Linked DNA regions of Triticum aestivum: region 1 is linked to region 2. The links are chromatin contacts, called in public Hi-C maps. All regions are on one chromosome and are shown on one strand. Each heading gives the region's core, a stretch centred on a gene start, on an enhancer-like site or on the middle of the called end of the contact. The rest is flanking DNA. Distances are from core to core; before and after follow the strand shown.

The links. A called contact is a pair of places that touch in the nucleus more often than the background predicts.
Region 1: a Hi-C map of leaf shows a contact between it and region 2, with 2.3 times the contacts expected there. The contact joins the enhancer-like site here to the promoter of LOC123043668 in region 2. A contact is called at or near these places in 2 of 5 Hi-C or Micro-C datasets (both in leaf).

What each region holds. Positions count from the first base shown.
Region 1 is chr2B:95,874,697-95,880,220 of IWGSC CS RefSeq v2.1, reverse strand. No RefSeq gene overlaps it. Among protein-coding and RNA genes, the nearest start is that of LOC123043669, 27 kb to the right of the region's middle. Within about 2 kb of position 2,805, at least 7 of the 8 cell types and tissues checked have an H3K27ac peak or open chromatin away from gene starts, as enhancers often do. A contact at or near this core is called in leaf, where this site is marked.
Region 2 is chr2B:95,802,372-95,807,914 of IWGSC CS RefSeq v2.1, reverse strand. It overlaps LOC123043668 (ATP-dependent DNA helicase RecQ), which reads left to right and starts at 3,744. Exons shown (of 20, transcript XM_044466188.1): 1 at 3,744-3,907; 2 at 4,012-4,124; 3 at 5,063-5,138; 4 at 5,241-5,383. The coding sequence starts at 3,890.

The DNA.
Region 1 (5,524 bases), core at 1,556-4,055, 73 kb before region 2:
TGGGCATCCCAGTTACTAGTCATTTTCTCGTGAATGATGAGCGGAGTCCACTCATCGTGAGAATAACCCACCTAGCATGGAAGATACTGACAGCCCCTAGTCACTACATGAGCGATTCGGGCATACAAAACAGATTATTATTTGAAGGTTTAGAGTTTGGCACATGCAAATTTACTTGGAACGGCAGGTAAATGCCGCATATAGGTAGATATGGTGGACACACATGGAAGAAACTTGGTTCAAGGAATTTGGATGCACAAGCAGTATTCCCGCTTAGTACAGATATTTTGGCTAGCAAAGGATTCTAAATAGCAAGCACCACATGTTAGAGGATCCATAACAATATAACTTCTATACAAATATACCCAAGCATAACTCATTATGTTGTATTCCTTGTCCAACTTCAACTAATTTGCTCAGGTTTGAAAATAATTAATGGGGCTCACAATCAGAGAAGATGTCCAAGATAGTATATTTATATGTGAAATCTCTCTTCCTTCAATATTCTTTCATGAATTGTTCAAGTGACCAATACAATGTTTGCTAACCTTCAATAAATTTACCACCTCTACTTCTTATATGTGAAGTCATTACTCCCCATGGGATAAGCATATGAAACATATATAATTTCACATTTATGATATTCAACTCATTCAACCATTTACTCATAGGATATAAGTGAAGCACATGAGTAAATGACAAACTACTCTAAAAAGATATAAGTGAAGATCAATGAGTAGTCAAATAATTATTTAGCTATGTGAGGACTCTCTCTCATTTAAGTATTTTAGATATTAAGTGCTTTATCAAACAACAAGCAAAATAAAATAAAATGGCATTGCAAGGATAGCACAACTCATGTGAAGAAGCAAAAACTTAGGCTCAACCAATACTAACCGATAATTGTTGAAGAAGAAAGGTGGGATGCCTACCGGGGCATCCCCAAGCTTAGATGCTTGAGACTTCTTGAAATATTATCTTGGGGTGCCTTGGGCATCCCCAAGCTTGAACTTTTGTGTCTCCTTAATTCCTTTTATATCTCGGTTTCCCTAAATCTCAAAAACTTCATCCACACAAAACTCAACAAGAACTCGTGAAATAAGTTAGTATAAACCAATGCAAAAACCTTATCATTCTCTACTGTAGCAAATCACAAAAATTATTATTCCATATTGCATACTAAATGCCTCTGCATATTTAATACTCCTATCCTTGAATAGGATCATTAAATAAGCAAACATATGCAAATAATGCAAACATAACAGCAATCTGCCAAAACAGTACGGTTTGTAAAGAATGCACGATTCATCATACTTCCCTAACTCCAAAAATTATGAAAATTTACCACACTGTAGAAAATTTATCAGAGCTCAATATGCAAAATGTTTCAACATTTTATCATATTCTGACTTTTCTAGGGAATTTTTGTAACAGCGGTAAACTTTCTGTTTTGAAACAGCAACATGTATACTTGCAAAATAAGCATGGTAAAGGCTATCCTTGACATTTTTATTGAAAAGAAAGATGCAAAACATTATTCTAAATAACAGCAAGAAAATCCTAATAAAAAAATGACGCTCCAAGCAAAACACATATCATGTGGTGAATAAAAATGTAGCTCCAAGTAAATTTACCGATGAACGAAGACGAAAGAGGGGATGCCATCCGGGGCATCCCCAAGCTTAGGCTCTTGGTTGTCCTTGAATATTACCTTGGGTGCCTTTGTCATCCCCAAGCTTAGGCTCTTGCCACTCCTTATTTCATAGTCCATCGAATCCTTACCTAAAACTTGAAAACTTCAAATCACAAAACTCAACAGAAAATTTTATGAGCTCCGTTAGTATAAGAAAATAAATCACCACTTTTGGTATTGTTGTGAACTCATTATAAATTCATATTGGTGTACTATATACTGCATTCCAACTTCTCTATGGTTTATCCCTCCGATACTACTCATAGATTCATCAAAATAAGCAAACAACACATAGTAAACAGAATCTGTCAAAAACCGAACTGTGTGTAGTAATCTGTAACTCTCGAATACTTATGTAACTCCAAAAATTCTGAGAAATTAGGAAGTCCTAAGAAAAAAAATTAATCTTCTTCAAAAATAATAAACTGAAAATTACGTTCCTGTGATTTATGAAAATTATTTTCGTGCATGCAAAAGTTTCTGTTTTTTAGCAAGATCAAATCAACTATTACCGTAAGCCATCTTTAAAGTTCTACTTGGCACTTTATTGAAACAAAAGCTATAAAACATGATCACTACAGTAGCATAACCATGTGAACACACAAAAACAGTAAGGGTAAATATTGGGTTGTCTCCCAACAAGCGCTTTTCTTTAATGCATTTTTAGCTAGGCATGATGATTTCAATGATGCTCTCATAAAAGATAAGAATTGAAACATAATGGGAGCATCATGAATCATATGACTAGCACATTTAAGTCTAACCCACTTCCTGTGCCTAGGGATTTTGTGAGCAAACAACTTATGGGAACAATAATCAACTAGCATAGGAAGGCAAAACAAGCATAACTTCAAGATTTTAAGCACATAGCCAGGAACGCGTGACAGACGAACGTACTGCGTATTCGGATTCGTCTCGTCGTTCTGAGCAACTTTCATGTATAAAACTTTTTCATCCGAGTTACGGATTATTTTCTACGATTTTTCAAAGTTTTAACAATATTCTAAAATTATTTTAATATTTCGAAAATAGGTCAGAAATGCTAAGTGTACCCAAAAGTACACCCAGCCCATGGCTGTGGGGCTGACAGAGGGCCCAGTCAACTGCCAAGTCAGTAGTTGACTGGTCAGCAGTTGACTGGTCAAAGGCCCATGTGGGACCCATATGTCATTGACTGAACTGTTAACTGATTTAAATTAATCTAATTAATTCGTGGAGCCGAGCTGTCAGTGTCTATAAACTTAATAGTTATTAGTTAATTAACTAATAGTGGCGCGGTGGGGGCCACCTATCATTAGGCCATCTATCTAATTACAGGGGCTAATCCCCAATTAGGCAGGCCAGCCCCAAATCGAGGCTGACGGTCGCTCGCAGAGGAGCGCCGGCGGCAAGCGCCCAGCGCATGGGACTGGGAGCAAGGCGAGGCCACGGGCAGAAGCGGCCAGGTGTTGGCGACGCATCGAGGCAGCCACGGCGGGCGGCGCAAGGCGGGGCTCGCGGCAGCAGAATAAGCAGCGCCAGCGGCGGCTAAGGGCGGAGCTCCGACCGGGATGGCCTCGGCAAGGAGCACCGGGGGTGATGCAGGCGGGCGCGACTGCAGCAGCAGTAAGCAGCAAGGCAGAGCAATGGCAGCAGCAGTAAGGGGCGGCAGCGGCAGCGCCGGGCGGAGTAGCAGTACGCGGCAGAAGCACGGGTAATGGCGTGACGAGCGCGAGCTCGGGCGCGATGGTGGCGGCCGCTACAAAACGGATTTGAAGGGGGAAATAGGGGAAACAAGTGTCTGCTCACAGCGGTGACGAGGAGACGCACGGGGTGGTCGGGGATGCGGTGCCGGCGACGAAGTCATCCACGGGAGGCGGCGGCCGTAGTCGGGGAAGACAAGGCGATGGCGAGGCTGCGGGGCGTCCCGGCACGGGTTCTTCGGTGTAGTCGAAGGAGACGACCGCAGGGAGGCTCCTGGACATGCTAGCCGGCGACGAGGAGGCCGGTGGCCGTGGGATCGATGAGTTGGCGGCGATGGCAGCTCTCCTCATCAAACAGAGGAGGAGATCGAGCGAGAGAGAGCAGGGAGAGGGGCAAATGGGGATCTAGGGTTCATCAACGAGGCTGGAGCGTTCTTATACGCGCGGGGAATCGGCGCAGAGACGCGGGATGGCCGCCACGCACCCACAACCATGGCCATGGTGGTCGGATGCATGCCACCACCTCCCATGAACAGGAAGGAGCGGGATGGTGGGATAGGTGGGCCGGCCTGGTGGCTTAGTGGGTCAAGGCCCAGGGGGAAGGCCGATTTGTTTTGTTTTACTTCCCCTTTTATTATTTTCCGCATATTGGTTTTCCTATTTTACTTTCTATTTATTTTAGCTTTAGAAAATACCTAAACACCACCTAAATTAGTGTTACTAAATATTCCGCTGCCATAAAAAGTTTGGCGCAACGAGAAAACACTTTGAATAATTTTATTATTTAAAAGGCATTTAATTAATTGTTTTAGCTATTGTTTTATTCACTTTGGAACACTTACACCTTTTATTAAAATTTGGATTCTTCACCAATAATACTTATGACATATTTGCCACAGTTTGCACATTTTATTTTGCATGTTTGACAAACTTGAATTTTAGACTTTAATCTGAATTGAATTTGAATTATGCTTCGGATCAAGTGAGGATTAGCAAGAGTAAGAATGATGACTTGGCATCATTAGCAGGAGATTACTGTAGCTTAATTATCCGGACGTCACAGAGACTCTCTCATGGTGAGCCTGAACATTAACCTTCCAAGCCCTCTGTCGTCACTCCTCATCCTCCTCTCGTCGTTCAGAGCCAAGGGCCTCGACACCCGCGACCTCACCGCGACGTCCGGGGCGCACACGGTCGGGTTCGCCCAATGCTCCAAGTTTCGTACGCATATCTACAACGACACGGGCGTAGACATGACGTTCGCCTCGTAGCTCCGCGCCGGCATCTGCCCTTGGACGGGCGGCGACAGCAACCTTGCGCCGCTGGAGCTGCAAGGACCATACAGGTTTGACAACGTATTCTTTAATGACCTGATCGCCCGGTGTGTCCTCCTTCATTCGGACCAAGAGCTCTTCGGTGGCGGTGCCACTAGCAACAGCACCACATATGGTATCGCCCGAGTGTAAGCTGCCAACGAATCCCTCTTCAAGAAGGGAGTACATAGAAAGGTAGATAGCAGCGGAGCTATGTTGAGGCCAGGGGGCGCTGCCCCCCCCCCCCCCCCCCCCCCCCCCAATCCCCCAGCTTTGAAGGAAATTTTTGTTAGAGGGCTTAGATTATAATTTTTTGAGGCCCGCTTCAGTACAACCCCCCTCACAAAACGTATAAAGGGCAACATGGTCATTTAACGTATCGTACACATGAGGCGTGTTTGGTTTAGTGGCTCGCAGCTCGCATGCAAAATAGCCCATGTTTGATTGACCGCATGGCCTACTCAGCCTGGCCCAGTCGATGCAAAAAGGGGCTCTCAGCCAGGCTGAGCGGAACACAGGATCGGTGCGTTTCTTTCGTGCAGGCTCGTCCGTGCCTTTCGCCTGCACCCACGATGCAATTTAGTTCGCCTCGCCATCGACCCCATCGTCTCCCGTCTATCTCGTCGCCACCTCTCATCTTCTTCCCGACGCCGCCACCTCTCATCTTCTTCCCGACGCCGCCACCGCCCTCACCGAAGGACGCCGCCGCCTGCGCTCCTCCACACCCTCGCCGGAGACGACGCCACCGGCGCTCCTCCACGCCTTCCCCGGAGACGACGCCGCCGGCGGTTCTCCACGCCCTCGCTGAAGGACGATATCGTCGGTGTCCGCCGCCG
Region 2 (5,543 bases), core at 2,495-4,994:
TTGCGGCTATAGATGCTCTAACGGCAAAAACTTGATGCACGTCATGTACAGATCGAACAAAATCTCCCCCGAAGTGTCAGGTGTTTGAACAGGAAACACCGCCTTACACACACAACTCAGTTTTTTTAAAATCATTTGAACTTCAAACTTTTAATATGATTAATACATCATTGGTGACCCCATAAGTATAGGGGATCACAACAGTCTTCGAGTCTAGGCTAATGGCGGCACGAGAAACCCTATTCCACGATCAGATTATGTGCAATAGCTATGTCTCGCTTATAGCGAGACACAAGCTTCTTTCGCGTCAAGCATCTACAATGATGGGCCGACCCATTAGAACATTTAAAAGAAATGGAGTTTTGGAAGAAGAAGGGACCGAGCGGGGTTCGATCCTAGGAACGATCAGTTACAACGTAGTGCTAATAGCCACTAAGTAATCACCAAGTTCGTGTTACGCTACCAGGGGGTATGACAAACTTGAAGTAAAAAAGCTGGGTTTCCATTGGCTTTCCGTCCTTTTTTTTACCGGTTTTTGTTTGTTTGTTTCTCTGTTTTTCTGGTTTTTTTATGTTCTTTCTTTTTTTACTTTGTTTTCTTCGGGTCTCTTTCTTGATTTTTATGACTTTTTTTTCTTTTCTCTCCTTTTTCTCCAGTTTTGTTTGCTTTTTCTTCTTGTTTTTATTTTGTTCTCCCTCGGGTTTTCATTTTTCTTTACTCATTTTTGATATATATCTAATACATTTTTCTAATACGCATTTAGAAATTTTCAAATATAAGTTAATTTTTTTTGAATAAAAATGGTCAACCAAAATTTTATTCATATTTAATATTTTTTTCAAATACTTACACAACATTTTTTAAATGCTTCATTAACATATTTATATACATGATCAAATTTATTCATCATTTTTAATACATGGTCAAGATTTTTTCTATACACATTTAACATTTGTGAGATGTTTGATTAACATTTTTTAAATACTTGTTCAATATTTTCTTCAAGTGGTTGACTATTTTTTTTATATAAATGATCAATTTTTTCATCATTTTTAAATACACTGTCAACATTTTTATATAGACGTTTAGCATTTTCAAATAGCTGTTCATTTTTTTAAATGCTTGATTAGCTTTTCCATAAAAATTATCAGTTTTGATCATTTTTTAATACATGGTCAACATTTTTATGTACACATTTAGCATTTTTCGAATACTTGATTAAACATTTTCCAAAAATGTTCAACATTTTCTAATTGCTCTTTCAAAATACGTGGTCAAAGATTTCATAAACATTGTATTTTTAGTGTACATTTTTCGTATATTTGATAAACATTTTCTCTCTATACACATTTAAATTTTTTCAAATGCTTGGTTAACATTTTTCAGAAAAATATATAGAGTTGTTTTTGTAGTATATAAATTTATAATATTTTAAAGTATAAAAAGGTAAAAAGAAAAAAAAAAGAAAACAAAAAAGGTGAAAAAATAGGGAAAAATGAGGCTTTGGCCTCGCATGCGCCTGGGTCGGCCCATCTGGGGCTCCCCTTCACATGAGGACGCAAATTTCATCGGACTGTCAGAGAGCCGTTCGGGAACTCAAAGCTGCAAAGAATATGGGTGGACATTGCATGATAACCCAAGGGATCAAGAAGCGAAGTGCTTCGTTTGCGTCATTGACTTTCAAGTTTGAACAGGGCAATAGCAATGGAGAGGCACATAGACTTGCTAGCTGTGGGACGACATATCTGGTTCACTCTCCCTTGAAAACGTTTGTATCCCTGTAAACTTTCATACGACGGAATAAACTGCGCTCTTTGTCTAAAAAAGGTCTCGCAATAAGTGAGACACAACTCTATGTGGTACGTTCTTTTTGAGGGTTACTCCATGTGCTACATTTTTTTGAGGCAAACTCCATGTTTTTTTAGGCAATGAGGCAAACTCCATGGGGAGCACCTGTTTGACGCATTCTGCGTCAAAAAGTCATCCTTTAGCACAGGATTCGCGCGACTGGGCCGGCCCGTTAGGATTGAACTCGCGCGAGCAAAAATTCGTAAAAAGAAAACTACGCTCGAGATGGAACTCGAACTACAACACTCACGCCTGTGCAAGGGTTTTGCTAGCCACCACACCAGCTAAGCCTTCGTGCCACATGTTTGGCTCGAAGTCAAATGAACTAAACATACCGACGTAAATTGAGCATTACTTAAAACTGCAAACACTTTTTTTGAAATTACCGAACAAAATTTCGAATTATAGAACAATTTGAAAATCCTGAAGATTTTTCGTGTATGTGAAAAAAACTGAAAATGGAAACATTTTTTGTAAAGCATGAACAAATTTTTCAAATTTCAGAATATTTTTGGAAAACGCAAACATTTTTAAATTGGTGAACATATTTTGAAAACAGGTACAACTTTCAAAATTCAGAGCAAAATTTTGAACCTTAGAATAATTTTAAAATCTTGAAGTTTTTTTGTCTATGTGAGCAAAAAATTGAAACTGATTTTTTTTTGTAAAACACGAACAAACTTTCAAATTCCAGAACATTTTAGGAAAACACAAACATTTTTAATTGGTGAACATATTTTGAAAAGAGGTACAACTTTTGAATTACAGAATTTTTTTGAATTATAGAGCAAATTAAAAATCCTGAAGCCTTTTTGTATATGTGAAAAAAATATTGAAAATGATTTTTTTTTAAAAGCACAATCAAATTTTCAAATTTTAGAAGATTTTTGTAAAATGCAAACACTTTTAAATTGGTGAACACATTTGGAAAACAGATACAACTCTTGAAATGCAGAACAAAATTTGGAACCTGAGAACAATTTTCAAATCCTGAAGATATTTTGTGTACATGAACAAAAAATGGAGAATGGAAACATTTTTTGTAAAACACGAACAAAATTTCAAATTCCAGAACATTTTTGGAGAACACAAACATTTTTAAATTGATGAACATATTTTGAAAACAAGTACAACTTTTGACATGAAGAACAAAATTTTGAACCCGAGAACAATTTTAAAATCCCGAAGCTTTTTTGTATATCTGGACAAAATATTGAAAATGGTAACATTTTTTGATAACTTCAAACATTTTTTTGTATAGCACGAAAAAAATAAATTCCTGAACATTTTTTGAAAAGGCATACATTTTATATATTTGAGTAAATTTGAAAATTGGTACAACTTTTCAAATGCAGAACAAATTTTGAACGTTTGTATAAAAAGATTTTTTTTAAAATACTGAAGGAAAATTGAAAATTAAAAAACAATCAAATATTTGGAACAATTTTGAATTTATTTATACAATTAAAAGAAACAAAAATGAGGAAAAGAGAAAGGAAACAGAAAAATGAAAAAAGAGAAAGAAGGAAGAAAAGAAGAATAAAAAAAAGGAAAATAAGCCGGTTCAGGAACCTTCTAGAAGGATCCCAGAACCCAGAAAACCGGCTAGGAATCTTCTGGAAGGTTCCAAAAACCGGAACTGCCAGCTATACGTGCATGTGTAGATGGGCCTGCCCAATCAATCGCGCCCCTGTGCGTTTGGCCGACACTTTGACGCAGTGAGCGTGAAATAGGGAATTCCAACTCCATGTGCTACATGACCATGCATACTTTCGCCGAGACCCTGCCGGCCCAAAAGACCAGCTACACCAGGCCCGCTAAAGTCCACGAGACCTAAAAAAAAAAGGCGAATTGGCGGGAACGCAGATAAAAGAGCGCCGCAAACCAAAACCCCTTCCCCCAAACCCCCACCTCGCCGCCCACCACCACCCGTCCGTTCCATTCCAATCCCCTCGCCCCGCTCCCTTCCTTCCCCAATCCAACCCTACCGCAGCCGTCCGGTTCAATCTCCCCCCGCGGAGCCCGACGCTCCGGCGCCACAATGGAGGCGGCCCTGAAGGTACCCTCCCCGCCCGCTCCCCCCTAAACCCTAGCCGGCGCCTAAACCCTAGGCACCGAGGCGCGCCATTCTAATCCGGGGCTTTTTTATTTTTCTGGTCGCAGAGGTACTTCGGGTACACGGGGTTCAGGCCGTACCAGCGGGAGATCGTCGATACGATCATGCAAGGGCGGGACTGCCTGGTCGTCATGGCCACCGGCAGCGGCAAGTCCATGTGGTAAGTGAACAAACCCCGCGCCTGCTCTGCTCGCGCGCTCCATTTTGCTTGGTTGCGGTTATGGAGGATGGCGCTAGGTGCTGTTTTTTTGTTTGTTTGTTTGGTGTGTGGAGTTCGGTGGATCTGCAGGCTGAGCACTGCAGTGGCTGAATCTAGGTTTGGGCGCTGCATTTGGTAGATGATAAATTAGTTGTGCTGCATTTCTTGGCAGTGCTCTGCTTTATGCTCTGCTGATTGCATTACTAAAAGTTGCTTTGGACAGTCTGATCTGCATTACTGTTTTTGGGAGAAAAATGTCAGTCATTTTGGTGATAAATGTTGGGAACCTGTAAGCTATGAAGTGGTTAAATCATCTTCAACGGAGTATCCAAACTCATCTAGTATTGCAACATGTCATCGGTTCAGTGTGAGGCTAAGAGAGCTTTGCAGAGCATGATTAGAAAACGTTATGTTTATGTTTTGTACCAGTGGAATTGGTTGATGGTCAGAGATTGCAAAGTGTATGTGCTATTGTTTCACATTTTGGTGACATTTTTGTAACTTTGATAAACGGGCAGTCATGTATAAGCATCTCATCTCTGTTATGGCGACTGCTAGCTTGTCGATTGTATGTACCCAGCAGGGAACTGCTGGGGAAGATTTTTGTTTGTTTATACACAGATATATATAGTGGATGTTACTATTGGCACAATTGTTTGTTAACCTTTTTTTTTGTGAAATGGGTGAGGGTGGTTCTTTCTTGAAACTCGGCAGTGCGGTTGTCATCGTGTCAAATAAAAATTATTGAAGTTTCTGATTTTTTTAGTTAAGGACCTGAAAATGTGTTTTGCCGGCCATCGGAAGTAAAAGAAATATGCATCTGTTTAAAATTTTGATGTTATTACTTCCCCTTGTATGTTGGAAACTTAATTTTCTCATGGTAATTCTTTTCATGGCAGCTATCAAATCCCTCCACTGGTTGCAAAGAAGACAGCTGTTGTTGTCAGCCCTCTTCTGTCACTGATGCAAGATCAGGTATGATTGCTAGATACAGTATAACATTTTTTGGTGCTTTCCTCATTCTGGGTTTGCTTTGACATGAAAGCTTTTATTGTGGGTTTCATTTACTTCAAACAGGTCATGAGTTTAAAACAACATGGTGTGAGATCTGAGTATCTTGGCAGCACCCAAATGAATAGCTCTGTTAGCAGTGAGGCTGAAAAAGGCATGTATGATGTTCTGTACATGACCCCTGAGAAAGCTATTGCACTTCCTTCAAGGTGAAAATCCTGTGATATAAAAGCAGATTATGGTCGTTATTGACTTATAGTTTGCAGCACTTACAAAACTATAATTGTCAATTATTTGGCTGAGCTGGAAGGCACACACATACGAAGCTGCAAATTACTGCTCATGTGTCTTTTTTGGTCCCTTGTAGAA